Regions from separate parts of the Oryctolagus cuniculus genome. Here region 1 is linked to region 2. Evidence: chromatin contacts called from public Micro-C data. All regions are on one chromosome and are shown on one strand. The core of a region is the stretch at or near the end of the contact, and the rest is flanking DNA. Distances in the headings are between cores, read along the strand shown. Region 1 holds the start of PSMD2 (proteasome 26S subunit ubiquitin receptor, non-ATPase 2). Region 2 holds the start of EIF2B5 (eukaryotic translation initiation factor 2B subunit epsilon).

Region 1 (3,468 bases), core at 212-2,711, 160 kb after region 2:
CGCCGGCCGCGGCAGCCATTGGAGGTTGAACCAATGGTAAAGGAAGACCTTTCTCTCTGTCTCTACCTCTCTCACTGTCCACCCTGACTGTCAATAAATAAATAAATAAATCTTTAAAAAAAAAAAGAATATTGGGCCGGCACCGTGGCTCACTAGGCTAATCCTCCACCTTGCGGCATCGGCACACCAGGTTCTAGTCCCGGTTGGGGTGCCAGATTCTGTCTCGGTTGCCCCTCTTCCAGGCCAGCTCTCTGCTGTGGCCAGGGAGTGCAGTGGAGGATGGCCCAAGTGCTTGGGCCCTGCACCCCATGGGAGACCAGGAGAACCATCTGGCTCTTGCCTTCGGATCAGCGCGGTGCCCAACCACAGCGTGCTAGCCGTGGCGGCCATTGGAGGGTGAACCAACGGCAAAGGAAGACCTGTCTCTCTCTCTCTCACTGTCCACTCTGCCTGTCAAAAATAAAAAATAAATAAATAAATAAATAAAAACACTTTCTACATTCTTAAATGCAGCAGAATCCATAAAAGAAGACTCCAGGCCAGATGGTTAGTGTTCTCACCAGGCAAAGGGGAGGAGTCACTTCCTCATATCTCACCCTTGGGACACGGCACACACACTGCATAACCTGAGCTGAGGAAGAAACTTCAGGGTTTGCCTGACACAGTCGAGATCTGGAAGGCTGACACTCAACTATTGATGTCAAATCATGCTGTATGTGATTTCCCCTGTAAAATGGACACAATCCTACCAATCTCAAGGGCTTATGGGAACTCCATATGATCACTCAAAAAGCAATTCTGGAGCAGGTGTTTGGCCTAGTACTTAAGATGCCAGTTAGGACAGCAGCATCTCATATCAGAACACCTGGGTTAGGCTCCTGGCTCTCGCTCCTGACTCCAGGTTCTTGCTAAATGCAGACTCTGGGAGGCAGCAGGGATGACTCAAGTGGTTGAGTCGTTACCACACACCTGGGAGATTTGGATTGAATTCCAGGCTTCCAACTTTGGTCCCGCCTGGCCACCTTGCTCCCAAAAGGACCCAGAACATCCCCAATGCGGGGGAAGCGTTATGGGTTACTATTTCACAGTGGTATGGGGCTAGACATAGGTCACTCAGATGGCAGCCAAGTGTCTCAAGAACCCCTTCTGTTTGTTGCACCAAGCAGCCAACTGGAACACCACTGGGGGTTTTATTCACACTGTTATGAGAAAATCCCGTAACACGGGTGAGGAAAATCCTTACCCATGGGATCTCGGCTCGCAGCCTAGTCATCTCCTACACCAGCGAGTGCCTGTGGCGTTCGAGAAACTCGAAGCAGGCCAGAGCCCCGCCGTCGCCATTGCGAGCCGAGCCGAGGGCTGGGAACCTCCCGCTCCCACTCCCGACCGCCTACGAGGCCGCCGAGCGGTGTGGGTCCACCCGACGTTTCCGGGAGCGCCGGGGCCCGGAGGAGGCGGGGCACCGCGCACGCCGCGCGCGAGGCCGTCTGGGAAAGGGGGCGGTGCGCGAGGGTGCGCGCGCAGCGGGCCGGCAGCGGCGGCGGAGATGGAGGAGAGTGGCCGGGACAAGGCTCCGGTGCAGCCCCAGCAGCCCCCAGCGACGGCCCCCGGTGGCGCGGATGAGAAGTCGAGCGGCAAGGAGCGACGGGATGCCGGGGACAAGGACAAAGAGCAGGAGCTGGTGAGGCGTGGCCCCGAGAGCTGGCGGAGGAGGCCGCGGGGCTGAGTCACGGCGGCTCCGCAGGCCTCGGGCCTGGCCCCCAACGGCCCCACCGCGCCCGGGAGAGGGTAGTTGGGGCTACGGTCGGGGCTTCTGGCACCCCCGCCTCTGTGCCCTCGTTCTTCATTCTCCCGCTGTCACCTCCACCAAGCCTCACCACCGCCTCGTGGTGGGTCATTGTCACTCCCCTTGCCTGGCCCCTCCCGAGGAGGTGGGCTCGCACTCACCTGCTCCGGGGTGAGTGGGAGGAGCATGTGGTTGGGGTTCCTCCTTTGATGAGCTTCCCCCCCTGACCCCGCAGTCTGAGGAGGACAAGCAGCTCCAGGATGAACTGGAGATGCTCGTGGAACGCCTGGGGGTGAGTCATGACGGGAACGTGGGGGGCGGTGGGCTCTCTGGATCTTTTCCACTTGTTTGCTTTATTCCGTTTTTAGGCAGCGGCTCCTGTGTGAAGTGGGCTGCATTTTAGGGTCAGCGTTAGGGCCGTGTTGTGAGTGAGGACAATGACGAGGAACATTGGGAGGCTATTGGCTTTGGTGCCGGGCAGTGTGCGGAGAGTTGGGGCGTCACAGGTGCATAGCAAACGGTTCTGTCCATGAGGGAGTTGTTAGAGAAAGGTCTCTGCCTCGTCATTTGGAGGGGTGTCTGCTTCCCTTCTGTCTGAGCGCTTACGTCTCCTAATCAGGAGAAAGACACATCCCTGTACCGACCAGCCCTGGAGGAGTTGCGGAGGCAGATTCGGTCTTCTACAACGTCCATGACCTCGGTGCCCAAACCTCTCAAATTCCTGCGGCCACACTATGGCAAGCTGAAGGAAATCTACGAGAACATGGCCCCTGGGGAGAATAAGGTAAAACTAGTTCAGAAACTGGTGGAAGTCTAGTTTAGGGGTCCTCTCATCTAGACCACAGGGATCATGGCGAGTCACACAGGGTCTGACAGACCCAAGACCTGATCTCATTGAGCAGAGTTCATCATAGTCACAGTACCCACGAAAGAGCTGGAAGGAGGATTTGCTTCTCGGAAGACGGTTTCTGTCATGCCTGTTGGACCTTGGGATTTCATTATTGTGATCTGCCTTAACTTGAATTTAACCCTGTATTTTCTGTTCCCTTTATCCTGTATACACTCATTTTTTTTATCTCTAAGATATACCCCCGGTTAAGTCTCTTCTCTGCCCCTCAATACTATGCTAATCCAGAAAATGAAATGTTCAGTTATCTGAAGTATTTCGGTCTGGCTGGCCTTGCCCTTGACTTTCTACGCGTACTGTCTTTCATATGGCAGTCAGGGATGTTTTTCTAGATTATGAGTCTTCTTTCTTTCGATAGCTTATTGTTGCAATTAAAATAAACTTTGGAATTTTTATCTTTTCTTTGCTTTCCCTCTTGTTTATCATTCATCAACTTTGTTGGTTTAAGAGGGAGACGGCAGCACCAACGTTTGGGTTATTGTGAGACTCAGCTTGGATACGTGGAAATTTTTGTGCAGAGACTGATGTGTAGTCAGTAGTTAACTTCGGGGAGAGTGACAGTGATCTTGACTCCGTAATGTTGCACTGCCCTTAGCCTGCACTGTGGGCTGGACTTCTGAGGACTGGTTTCTTTGCAGCGTTTTGCAGCTGACATCATCTCCGTTTTGGCCATGACCATGAGTGGGGAGCGAGAGTGCCTCAAGTATCGGCTGGTGGGCTCCCAGGAGGAACTGGCTTCCTGGGGTCATGAATACGTCAGGTGAGACCTTTGCTC
Region 2 (3,157 bases), core at 140-2,639:
GATGCACATCCTGGAGGTAGCAGGTGATGGCTCAAGTCCTTGGGCCCCTGCACTCACATGGGAGACCTGGATGAAGCTCCTGGCTCCTGGCTTCAGCCTGGCCCAGCCCTAGCTGTTGCTGGCATTTGGGGGAGTGAACCAGCGGATTGAATCTCTCTCTCACTCTGTCTCTGTCACTCTGCGATTCAAGCAAATGAAAATAAACCAACATTAAATGTTTCCTACAATCGGGTTTACTTTCCCTTCCCTCAAATTCCCCCCTTCTGTGTGTCTGCACAACTCAGTAGTTCTGGCTAAGCCCCCACAGCTTTTTTTCCCCTTTTTCGGTCTATTCATTCACAGGGCAGTTAAATATCTTCCTTTACCGCGTCCACCCATTAATAAAACGCTCACTGAGCTGCCTTTCGCTTCTCCAGCTTAAGCTTTCCTAAAGCAAAGGGTATCCGCCGAGCACCTGCTTTGCCTGGGAGAAGGAAGGAATGACAGAGAGAGCCGCGGGAGCCCAGCCGGGAGCATGGGACCCGCCACGTGGAAACCCGGCCCCGCAAACTCCAACTCCCGACGTGCAACGCGGGCGGCGCCTGGCCTCGCCCCCACGGGTGCCGCCCTTCGCGGGCTCGGTCCGCCTCTCAGCCGTGGCGCCTTGCCCCGAAACGTGCTGCGCCCCTTCAGCCTCGGGCCTTTTCCAAGACAGCCCTGCTCAATTTCCCGCTGCTCTGGGATCCTCCCACCATCTCCTCTCCGCCTAAGATGCTGCATAGGCTGATAGGTTGAGAATGAATCCACGAATACATCCTAGTCATTGTTGTCCCCACATGAGCCTGCAGCAGGCGTACGGAGCCGTGAAGACAGAGCGGGTTGCACTTGCTAGCTGGGTGGACTTCCTTCGAGGTGTTTGTGGAACGAATGAGTGAGAAGTCTTGCAGATAGGTGACGGTCAACCGAGTTCAGGCTTGCTCCGTGCCTGACCCACAAACAGCGCTCAGGATTCCCACTCTCCCAACTGTGAGCCCCCGTAGGGAGGCGCTGTCTGTCTGACTCGGTCCCGGCGTCCCAAGGCGCCGGGTTCCATTAGGTGACCAGACTGACTAGGGAAGCCTACAATTGTTAACATGGGCGGAGAAACCAGTGGGCGACTACGGATCCCGAACAGCCCCAGCCCCTTCGTGGCACCCACAAGTCCCATCATGCCGCAAGCATCTCGGCTTCTCCACGGCCAAACCGGGGCCTGAGCCAGCTGCAACCCCACCTGCGCCTCCGCTGGCTGCGCCACGCCTCGCGCCCTCCCGCCTGGGACCAGCAGCGGGACGGGTAAGCGCTCGGGCAGGACGCATGCGCACTCCTCCTCCCTCGCCGCCTCCCTCCCGTCATTCCTGCGCGTTTCAAGTGTGAGGTCCTTTTTGTCCCCTACTGCTTGCGGTGTCTGTTTCCTCGCGGAAGTGGTGACGGCGAGACACAAAGATGGCGACGACTGTGGTGGCGCCGCCTGGTGCAGTGTCTGATCGGGCCAACAAGCGCGGCGGGGGGCCAGGAGGCGGTGGCGGCGGCGGGGGAGCCCGAGGTGCGGAGGAGGAGCCTCCGCCGCCCCTCCAGGCGGTCCTGGTGGCCGATAGCTTCAACCGCCGTTTCTTCCCCATCTCCAAGGACCAGCCTCGGGTGAGCGTCGCGCACGCGAGCAACGGGGAGGGTGGCGGGGCTGGAGCAGGTGGAATGCCAGCTCCTTTGGGCTGCCTGGTGAAGCATGCCCTGGAAGGACTTGTGTCCCCCTCTGTTTTCCTAAAATCGGGGGTTACCTGCCTCGGAGAAAGACGGAGGCGTTGCCTACAGCCCTGATGACTGCCTGAGTCAGCGAGCGGCTGGCAGACTTGGGCGCTCAGAGTGCTGTCCACCGAGGCGGAGGACGCGTGAGGAGACCTTGCCCCGACAAGGCGGAGACCGCACTGCCCTTTAACCTTGCAGAGGAGGGATGCTTAAGTGGAAGGGACCCGTCTGCCTCTGAAAGGGCAGCAATCTGCCTACAAAAATCGGCCTAGGTCTTGGGCCGTGTGCTGTTTTTTTTCCCTCCAGGTGCTAATGACAGCCAGTGCCATCTGTCAGAGGCGTATAGACCAGCTTTAGTGGCCGGTTGCCATCATCCCCTTAATTGTCTAGACAGTGGGGAATTGGGCTGAGCTAGTCCTGGGTGTTGCTAGCCCAGTTCAGAGAGAGAACTCCATTGAGTTTAGGGGAAATTCTCCCTAGCTCCCCCGATACCCCAAAGGCCTGCTGGCTGTTCATTTTGAACACTAGTCCCTGATTCCTACAAAGATATCAAGGAAGGAAATGTTTTGAGAGATGTGACCGATTTCCATTACTATGCGTTGCTAGCAGTGGTCTACTGGGTCTCACGCTAGGCAGCTAGATTCCTTGCAAGCCATGATTCTCACAGACAGAACCTTGTTTTATCTTTGAATTGGAAAGATAAAGCAAACCGTAGTGCCCGGAAACACTGGTAGAGGCATGAAAATTGTTGCAGTGGGGAACCCAGAGGCTGTCCTGGATTCAAGACCTCCATCTTTCATCATATCCCACCCCCTAGGTCCTCCTGCCTCTGGCCAATGTGGCGCTAATTGACTACACTCTGGAATTCCTGACTGCCACAGGTGTACAGGAGACCTTTGTGTTTTGTTGCTGGAAGGCTGCTCAGATCAAAGAACATTTGCAGTAAGACCCTTCAACACCCCTTTCTGTTTTCACTGTTTTTTTTTTCCAGCATTTTCAGAATGGAAAAGGGAAATGTCGGGGGAAGGGGGAATGTGTCTAGTTAGAGCCTATTGTAAGGTCTTGGGGTGTTTTCCTCACTTATCAGGTGAACAGCTGAAGCCTTGTATCTCTCTTAAGGCTCCTACAACAAAGATTTATGTTGTGGCACAGTGTGTTAAGCTGCTACTTGGGAGACCGGCATCCTATATTGGGATCCCAAGTCCCAGTTACTTGACTTCCAGTGCTACCTCTTGCTAATGCACCTTGGAGGCAGTAGATGATGGCTCAAAAGTACTTGTGTCTCTGCCACCCAAGTAGGAGACCAGGTTGAAGTTCTGGCTCCTGGCTTTGTCCTGGCCCAGCTGTGCTGTTGCAGACAGTTGGGAAATGAACCAGCAGATGGAAGATCAGTCGA

Evidence for each region. Hi-C and Micro-C count contacts between places; a contact is called where the count stands out from the background.
Region 1: a Micro-C map of ear pinna shows a contact between it and region 2, with 4 times the contacts expected there. The contact joins the promoter of PSMD2 here to the promoter of EIF2B5 in region 2. A contact is called at or near these places in 2 of 6 Hi-C or Micro-C datasets (ear pinna and an unstated tissue).

Annotation. Positions count from the first base shown.
Region 1 is chr4:93,873,300-93,876,767 of mOryCun1.1, forward strand. PSMD2 (proteasome 26S subunit ubiquitin receptor, non-ATPase 2) reads left to right here and starts at 1,462. Exons shown (of 21, transcript XM_002716475.5): 1 at 1,462-1,681; 2 at 2,022-2,078; 3 at 2,406-2,570; 4 at 3,332-3,453. The coding sequence starts at 1,547. It overlaps LOC127482908 (a long non-coding RNA gene), which reads right to left and starts at 1,500. Exons shown (of 2, transcript XR_007908823.2): 1 at 1,244-1,500.
Region 2 is chr4:93,713,595-93,716,751 of mOryCun1.1, forward strand. EIF2B5 (eukaryotic translation initiation factor 2B subunit epsilon) reads left to right here and starts at 1,390. Exons shown (of 16, transcript NM_001082674.1): 1 at 1,390-1,656; 2 at 2,579-2,703. The coding sequence starts at 1,462.